2 separate regions of the Ovis aries genome follow, and region 1 is linked to region 2. Evidence: chromatin contacts called from public Hi-C data. All regions are on one chromosome and are shown on one strand. The core of a region is the stretch at or near the end of the contact, and the rest is flanking DNA. Distances in the headings are between cores, read along the strand shown.

The links. A called contact is a pair of places that touch in the nucleus more often than the background predicts.
Region 1: a Hi-C map of tail adipose tissue shows a contact between it and region 2, with 4 times the contacts expected there. The contact joins the promoter of TTLL11 here to the promoter of PDCL in region 2. A contact is called at or near these places in 2 of 16 Hi-C or Micro-C datasets (both in tail adipose tissue).

The regions. Positions count from the first base shown.
Region 1 is chr3:13,788,932-13,793,001 of ARS-UI_Ramb_v3.0, reverse strand. TTLL11 (tubulin tyrosine ligase like 11) reads right to left here and starts at 2,646. Exons shown (of 9, transcript XM_027966476.3): 1 at 2,051-2,646. The coding sequence starts at 2,479.
Region 2 is chr3:12,890,275-12,894,038 of ARS-UI_Ramb_v3.0, reverse strand. PDCL (phosducin like) reads right to left here and starts at 1,289. Exons shown (of 4, transcript XM_042245737.2): 1 at 1,097-1,289.

The DNA of each region.
Region 1 (4,070 bases), core at 1,397-3,896, 900 kb before region 2:
ACACATATTTATTGAGCACCTTCTGTGTGCCAAGCACCTGAGGAAACAGCAGTACATAAAACAAGGCCCTTGCCCTCATGGAGCTTACATTCTAATGCGGGAAACAGACAATAACCAATACAAAATCCAGTGTCACTAGAGTTCAGTGCTATGAAAAACCAATAAAGACGAGCAAGCATCAGTTGGCGGGGGGTGGGGCACAGTTATAGGTGAAGGCCTCTCTGAGCCGGTGGCATTTGATCGGAGGTCTGAAGTGATAGAGGAAGCCATGCCAACAGCTGGGAAAGGAGCATTTCAGGAGCAGCAGCAGAGGCCCTGTAACTACTGCAGTGGTTATTTACTTGTGTCTTATCACCTACTGAACTTGGAGGTCCTTGAAGGCAAGGGTTAGCTCTTAAGCATCTTTGCTTCGCAGGGCCCAGCATCCATAGTGGACACTTACAGAATGAGTGACTGAAGCTGGACCAGCATGTGTGGCTGCTGGTTTCTGAGTCTGGATGGCTCCATCTCTTGAGATCTGGCCCGTTTTGTGTCTCTCTCCCCAACCCTTGCCCCAGGGCTAAGCTAAGTACAGGCCATGCTTGGGCGAATCAGCCTTCCTTCATTCTGTGGCCTGGTCTCAGCCCCTGGATCCTCCCTTCATTAGGACTATGGTACTGACAAGCTCTCCATGTTTATCTCCTTCTGGTCTTCATATCTACCGCCTTGAACTAGGCCCCTGTCCCAAAACCCAGACACCTAGTACTGGGAGCCGCCCTCACTTTCTCCAGATTTCATGGGCATGAAAGCCCTCCCCTGATCCCCAAGCCCCAGGGCTGGGGGGCCCTGACACCCAGAATCAGACTATTCAACGGCTAACCCCTCCCTGTCTGGAAATCTGCCCCACCTGACTCTCAACTCCCCTCCAAACCACGTGACTCCTACTGCTGGGACAGCAACCCTCTGACCTCATTAATTCTGTCTGTGTCCATCTCTCTGTATGTTCCAACTTCATTATACCATTCCTGAAAGTCTTCTCTAGCCAAGGCCCAGGGCTGCTAAGGTCCTGCATCCTCGTGTTGCCTGTTACAGATTCTGTTCCACCAGCAGACCACATGGGTCCAAGCCTCCAGATTCGACTACCCTAAACCACATCCTGACACTCCCCAAAGCACATTAAATAACATTAGGCACTGCAAATAGAGTCACATCCACTCAGTCAACTACAACAGATTATCTCTGGATGTCACTGGTGCTTCATCCCAGCCCCTTCCAGATCTAAAATAAGTTCAAGGACAAATAATCCATTCCTTCACTCACCCTTTTGCCCACCAGTTCCTGAGGCCTGTTTATATGCCAAGCCTTGGGACATAAAAACCCCAGCACCTACACTGTTGACAATGATACTGATGGGGATGTGATGGTGATGGTGGAAAAGGGAGAGGAGTGCGTGGTAAGATGAGTTCCCATTTATTGCAGACTTGGGTTATATTCTAATACACAGTGAGTCTTCCAATACTAAGAAAACTATGAGATAGGTACATTTGGCCTGACTTTACAGAGGAAGAAATAGGCTAAAGAAGTGAAGCAAGTTGCTCAGGGTCACACAGCTAAGTGACATGATGCTGAGACCCTAGTCTATCTGCCTCCAAAGTACAAACGGTTCGATTTCCGCAAGGGGCCACCCAGTAAATGCTAAACAAATAAAACTTAAGGAAGAAATGAAAGAGAGAGAGGATCGATGGCTTCCGGGACTCACAGCTGCCGGAGGAGACAGACATATAAACAAATATCTATAATGTGGGGGAGGCGAGTGCTGATGGCTGGAGATCATGGAGCCAAAGGTAGCTGCAGGGAAGCTAGAGGAAAGACAGACTAACTCGACCTGGAGGGATCTAGAGCAGTCTTGAGGAAGTGACTTGGGGCCTAGGCTTTGAAGGAGAAGCAGTTAGAGGCTGACAAGCGTGGCACACAGCAGGAGCTTGGCCCTGAGACCTGGCCTGAGCCAGCAGGCTCCTCTGAGGTCTTCCAGTCCACCCCCCTGTGCCCACGCGGCCGGGCCGGGCCTCACCTCCTTCCACTTGAGCTGGCGGATGCTGATCTTCAGGGCGTCCAGGGAGGTCCTGGCCTTGGAGCTGTCCACGGTGACCGGCCGCAGAGAGCAGTACTCGTCGGGCTGTCCCGAGCTCCGCTTGCAACTGCGGCCCTTGATCCTAGACTTCCCGTGCGGGCAAAGGCCAGACACCGGCTCCGGCTTCGCCAGGGACACGGGCAGCGTGGGCGGAGGCCGCGGGGGAATGCGGGCGTCACCTTCCTCGGCCGCGCAGGGTGGCGCCGGGGCCGGCTCCTTGGGCTGCTCCTCCCCCGCCTTGCGCTCCGGTTCCCCGGCCGCGCCGGGGTCCACGCGGACCTGCTCCTTCGCCGCCTGCGCTTTGGTCGCGGCCACGGCCTCCGCCTCCCACCAGGCCGCCAGCTCCCTCTCGGGGCTGCCCCGCAGCATGGCCCTCAGGGCTGGTGCCAACGCCAGTGACGGAGCCGCCGCCGCCGCCGCTCCGCCGCCCCGGCCCCCGACCAAACTGCCGTCGCTGCCACCGCTGCCGCGCGCTCCCCTCCCGAGCCGGTTGCCATGATCGCTCAGGCTCCGGTTGACAAGGGCAGTCGCCCACTGGACGGGGCCCGAGAAGGGACAATCGCCGTCACAGGCCCGGCGACCTCATAGGCGAGGCTGCTCACGTGGTCAGGCCTGTCACAGAGGCGGCGGCGGACATTTTGGAAGAGGGCGGAAGCTGCCTCGGCCCGCCTACTGGGAGAACATGCTGAGTAGCTGAGCTCGCAGAACTTGGAGCCGGCAGGCTGGAGGTGAGCTTGAGGATGGAACAGCTATCGGAGCTTGCAGGGCTTCTGAGCCCCGGGACTGGGCCGGAGAGACGATAGTTTCAAACAGGAAACCCACTTTCCTCCACTCCACGCGCACTCACTGGGATAACTCCTGATCCGATGGAGGAGGCACAACCTCATCCATTCTAGGCACTTACACCCTCAGAAAGAATCTCAGCCTGATGATGGAGATAGCAAGTCCAGACCCTCAAGGAGCGGCTGCTCGTTTGAGGAAATCGCTTTCTCGTCCTGGGAGAGCCGCAAGACTGAGAGGGGGGACACCTTTCCCTGTTGGGAGCTCGTAAAGGAATGGGGTAGCCATGGGAAACTGCAGATTCACGGTTTAGTTGAGGACATCAACCAGCCCCTTTTCATATTATGTCATTAAGAAAGAAATTTGGTATCAATAAAATACACAAAAATGTGTCATTTTAACCATTTTTTTTAGGTATAGCCAAGGGAGAAGGCAATGACACCCCACTCCAGAACTCTTGCCTGGAAAATCCCATAGATGTAGGAGCCTGGTAGGCTGCAGTCCATGGGATCGCAAAGAGTCGGACACGACTGAGCGACTTCGCTTTCACTTTTCACTTTCATGCATTGGAGAAGGAAATTGCAACCCACTCCGGTGTTCTTGCCTGGAGAATCCCAGGGACGGGGGAGCCTGGTGGGCTGCCGTCTATGGGGTCGCACAGAGTCGGACACGACTGAAGCGACTTAGCAGCAGCAGCAGCCGCAGCAAGGGCGTTAACACAGCCACATTGTGCAAACATCACCATTTATCTTCTGAACTTTTTCATCTTCTCCAACTGAAACTTTGTACCCATTAAACTCACTGTACCCATTTACTCACAGCCCCCGGACCTCCATTCTCCTGTCTATATGAAATTGCCTCATATAAGTGGAATCATCCAACATTTATCCCTTCGTGCCTAGCTTATTCACTCAGCATAATGCCTTTGGGGTTCATCCGTGTTGTAATATTATTAGAATTGCGTGCCTTTGTAAGGCAGAATAGTGTTCCATTGTATGGATAGACCGCATTGTGTTTATCCATTCATCCGACAGTGGGCATTTGGCTTGTTTCCACGTGTTGTCTATTGTGAACGATGCTGATATGGACATGAATACACAAATACCTATTCCACTCCCTGCACTCAATTCTTTTGGGGTTACCCTGTATTTTTAAAGCCAATCCAAGGAGAGGGCTTTCC
Region 2 (3,764 bases), core at 40-2,539:
TGCAATGCAGAAGACGCCCGTTCCAGATCGCTGGGTCAGGAAGACCCTCTGCAGAAGGAATCAGCAACCCATTCCGGCATTCCTGCCTGGGAAATCCCACGGACTAAGGAGCCTGGTGGACTGCCGTCTATGGGGTCGCACAGAGTCGGACACGACTGAAGCGACTGAGCAGACTGAGCAAGGAGCCTGGAGCGCCACAATCTATAGGATCGCAAGAGTTGCACACGACTTAGCGACTAAACCACCACACCACCAGTGTTTAAAGGACCATGGTGAGAGCCAAGCTTCTGCATCAGAAGAAGCCTGGGACATCTGGGGAGAAAGGTACAGCTTAGTCCCTCACAGATCTGCCTAAGGATCTCACCAGGAGGGGCTGTAACTCCAGCATGCCTTCCTTTAAATACTGCAATATCATGCTTCCTAGATTACAGGCATCCACGCCCCTGTTAAGACTCCATAACAAAGTGACTTCTCCCACCGGGCAGGGAGGTCTTGAAAACAAGAGATCGCCAATGCCCAGCACGAGGCCTCTGCACAATTTGCCAAGTTCACAGAGACAGCCCGGATCTGTGGGGATATCCAGGGACCCGGGCAGCCAGACGAAGTTGGGGAGGAGGTGTGCAGAGTGGCAGGGCTAAGAAAAAACGATGCAGGAACAAAGCCGGGATCGGGGGGCGGTGAGAGAAATGGGACCAAACATAACTTAAAGAGGCAGAGGGGCCCAGGCGGTGCAAGGTGAAAAGACAAGAGACTGGGCAGGGATGCATACACGGTGAGGGCGGTGTCTTGGATAGGCGGCGGCAAATGCAGTGCCAGCGAAGGGGATGGGGAGGAGGCGGGGCCTTTAAGAGGAGGGGCCGAAGGCGGGGCCCGCGGGTCTCACGGAGGAGGCGGGGCCTTTCGGGGGAAGTAGTCGAGGGCGGGGCCCGCAGAAGGGCGGCAGAGAGGCGCGGAACCTCGGGGGATCCCGAGGAAGGTGGGCCAGCGGAGGGAGCCAGGAAACGGCAAAGACCCTGGGGGTCCAGGGGCCGCGCCAACCGGGCTATCTCGTCCAGGCTTGCCGACCACCTGTACTTTGCCACCTCCCACCTCATACCCTATCCTCGCCGCTTCTTCCCGGCTGACCTCAGTACAGTTCCCCGGCCTCGTTCAGTCCGATCCTTCAGGCTGGCACTTGGGGAAGAAGGGTAGCGCTCGGCTGGAGGAAAAGAAGTGGTCCGGCACCTTGAGCACGAAGAGAAAAGCCGCCTGAGTCCCGACTGCGCGGACCAATGGGGCAGCCTTTCTGCGTCAGCGCGGACGCACGCTGCCCAATTAGAGGAAGCGCATCCTGGCCGGCCTAGCTGGAAGCTACGGATCCTACTTTAGGACAAACTTCTCGACAAAAGTAATACTCTTCTATTTGCTTTATTTTTGTTTTAATTTGAACGAAAGGCCACTTTAGATATGCCCAGCTTTGCGCAGTAAGAACAATTTCGTTGTCTTTGACGTGTCCGAAAACATTCCACGTGTATTTTTATTGATTGTTAATCATATCACGTCTAGTAAGACAGAAGAAAGGCTTGGATTTTAATTTTGCCCAAGAACACACAGCCACTTTGGATTAAAAGAAGAAAGTCAAGTCCGAGACAACTAAACGCAAAGTGAAATCCTGTATTGGATTCCGGAACAGAAAAAGGACTTGAATGAGACAGTGGATGAAATTTGAATAAAGTGTATCAAGAAACAATAGTATGGTTATCAATAGTTCTGATAATTGAGCTACAGTTATGTAAGATGTAAACTTAAAGGAATTCTGGGAGAACAGTATAGGGGAACTATACTTTTTGGAAACGTAAAATGATTTCAGATTCTGAGCTGTTATTGAGGCATCGAATACACAGCATGAAGTAGCTCCTAGAAAGCTTTGTGTAAATTGAATCATTCGAAATATACTAAAACAGTACACTGTTTAAAATATAGGTAAGTTTTATTTCTCTAAAATTTGAGAGATTCTTTATTTGTGATTCTAAACCACCTGCATTTGTCTGCAAATTTGTATATGCGCATGTTTTTCTAAGCAGCTGTTTGTCCAGGCTATTAAGAGTCAAAACGCCCATCCCCAAATTTAGGAAAAGTTCATATAAAGAGATCCTATGGTAACTTTTTGTATTTTTGTTTGCAGAGTGAATAGTCTTACTGTAATCAGATTTTGTGAACAGCCAACTTAAATATGCTTGTGATCTGCTTTAAGTGACAAGCCAGGAACTTCCCTGGTGGTTCAGTAATTAAGACTCTGCATTCCCAATGCAGGGGACCCCTGGTTCCTTCTCTAGTCAGTTAACTAAGATCGCACACTTTGCTTAGTGGCGAAAATAATAATAATAAAAATTTTAAAGTAAGTGACAAGCCAGCACCCAGCAATAGTCTCTATATAGGATAGTCCGCCAAAATATTTGTTAAATACTAGATAAATGCTTGGGCTTCCTTCATAGCTCAGTCAGTAAAAAAATCTGCCTGCAATGCAGGAGACCCAGGTTTGATTCCTGGGTTGGGAAGATCCCCTAGAGAAGGAAGTGGCAATCCACTCCAGTATTCTTGCTTGGAAAATCCCATGGACAGAGGAGCCTGATGGGCTACAGTCCACGGGGTGGCAAGAGTCAGACACGACTTAGCGGCTAAACCACCACCTGATAAATGCTTTGCTTTTTTTTTCCCTCTCACATCTCCCTGAAGCACTGGTCTTCTTCATGCACGGAGGCTCCTTTTCCTTCAAAATTCACTTTCAGTTTAAGGCTGCAAGTCTTGAGGGGGCCTTCAGAGCTGCTCAACAATCCTAGTTGCCCTGGGCAGACTATTCCCCTACCCTCTAAGCAAAGCAGTTCACGCCTGGTCTTTCACATCTTCGACACTCTTCCCCTGTCCTGGCTTATTACCTTATGACCTCAATTCTTATTTCAAGTGAGAAACAGAAGCAATCAGTACAGAGGTATACCCTCAAAATGTACCAACAACCCCCTGCATTGGATCTATGAAATGAATCACCAATGGAGTAGATTCTGCTCCTCCAGCCTAGAAAAGGAATCTTCTGCAGGTTCTTCCCCTCCCCTGTGTATTCAGGCTTTCTTTCTGTTTTTCTAGTTTTCATCTCTAAAAGAAAATCCTCTCAGATACCATTTTCCACTGTTCAGATTGTTAAAAATCAAAAAAGTTTGATAGCACTCAGTGAGACTGTGGGGAATACATGGCTGATAGGAGTGTAAGTTGATACAACTCTTACAGATGGCAATTGAGAAATATTTATCAATGTGCCTTTAGCATATGCAATCCCACTCCAGAAAGTTTATCCTATCGATATAGTTGAATTTATGTATTGTTTCCTTAAAAAAAAAAAAAAAAAGGAAATTGGAGAACATTATGTATGTATTAGTTTCTTGCCTTTTGCAATAAAAATAGGGACAAATAATACCATTTTCTTATGTGTGCAGGAAGAAAAGCATCAAAGAAAATACAAGAAATAATTCAAATGGGAATCAGGAGTGGGAGGGAGACTTTTTATATATAATGTTTTATTTGTAATTTTTAATCATCTGAAAGTATTATCTATTATGTTCCAAAACTTAATGTTTTTTTGAAAATCAACCCTCACTTTCCTCCTTCACCATGCCTCTCCAACCACATTTCATTTCTCTGATCTCCTTTACAGCCAGAACCAATAGATCCCTCATTCTCTGCTCATCCTACTTCAGTTAGGTTTTTGTTGCCTCCAGTCCACTGAAGCTACA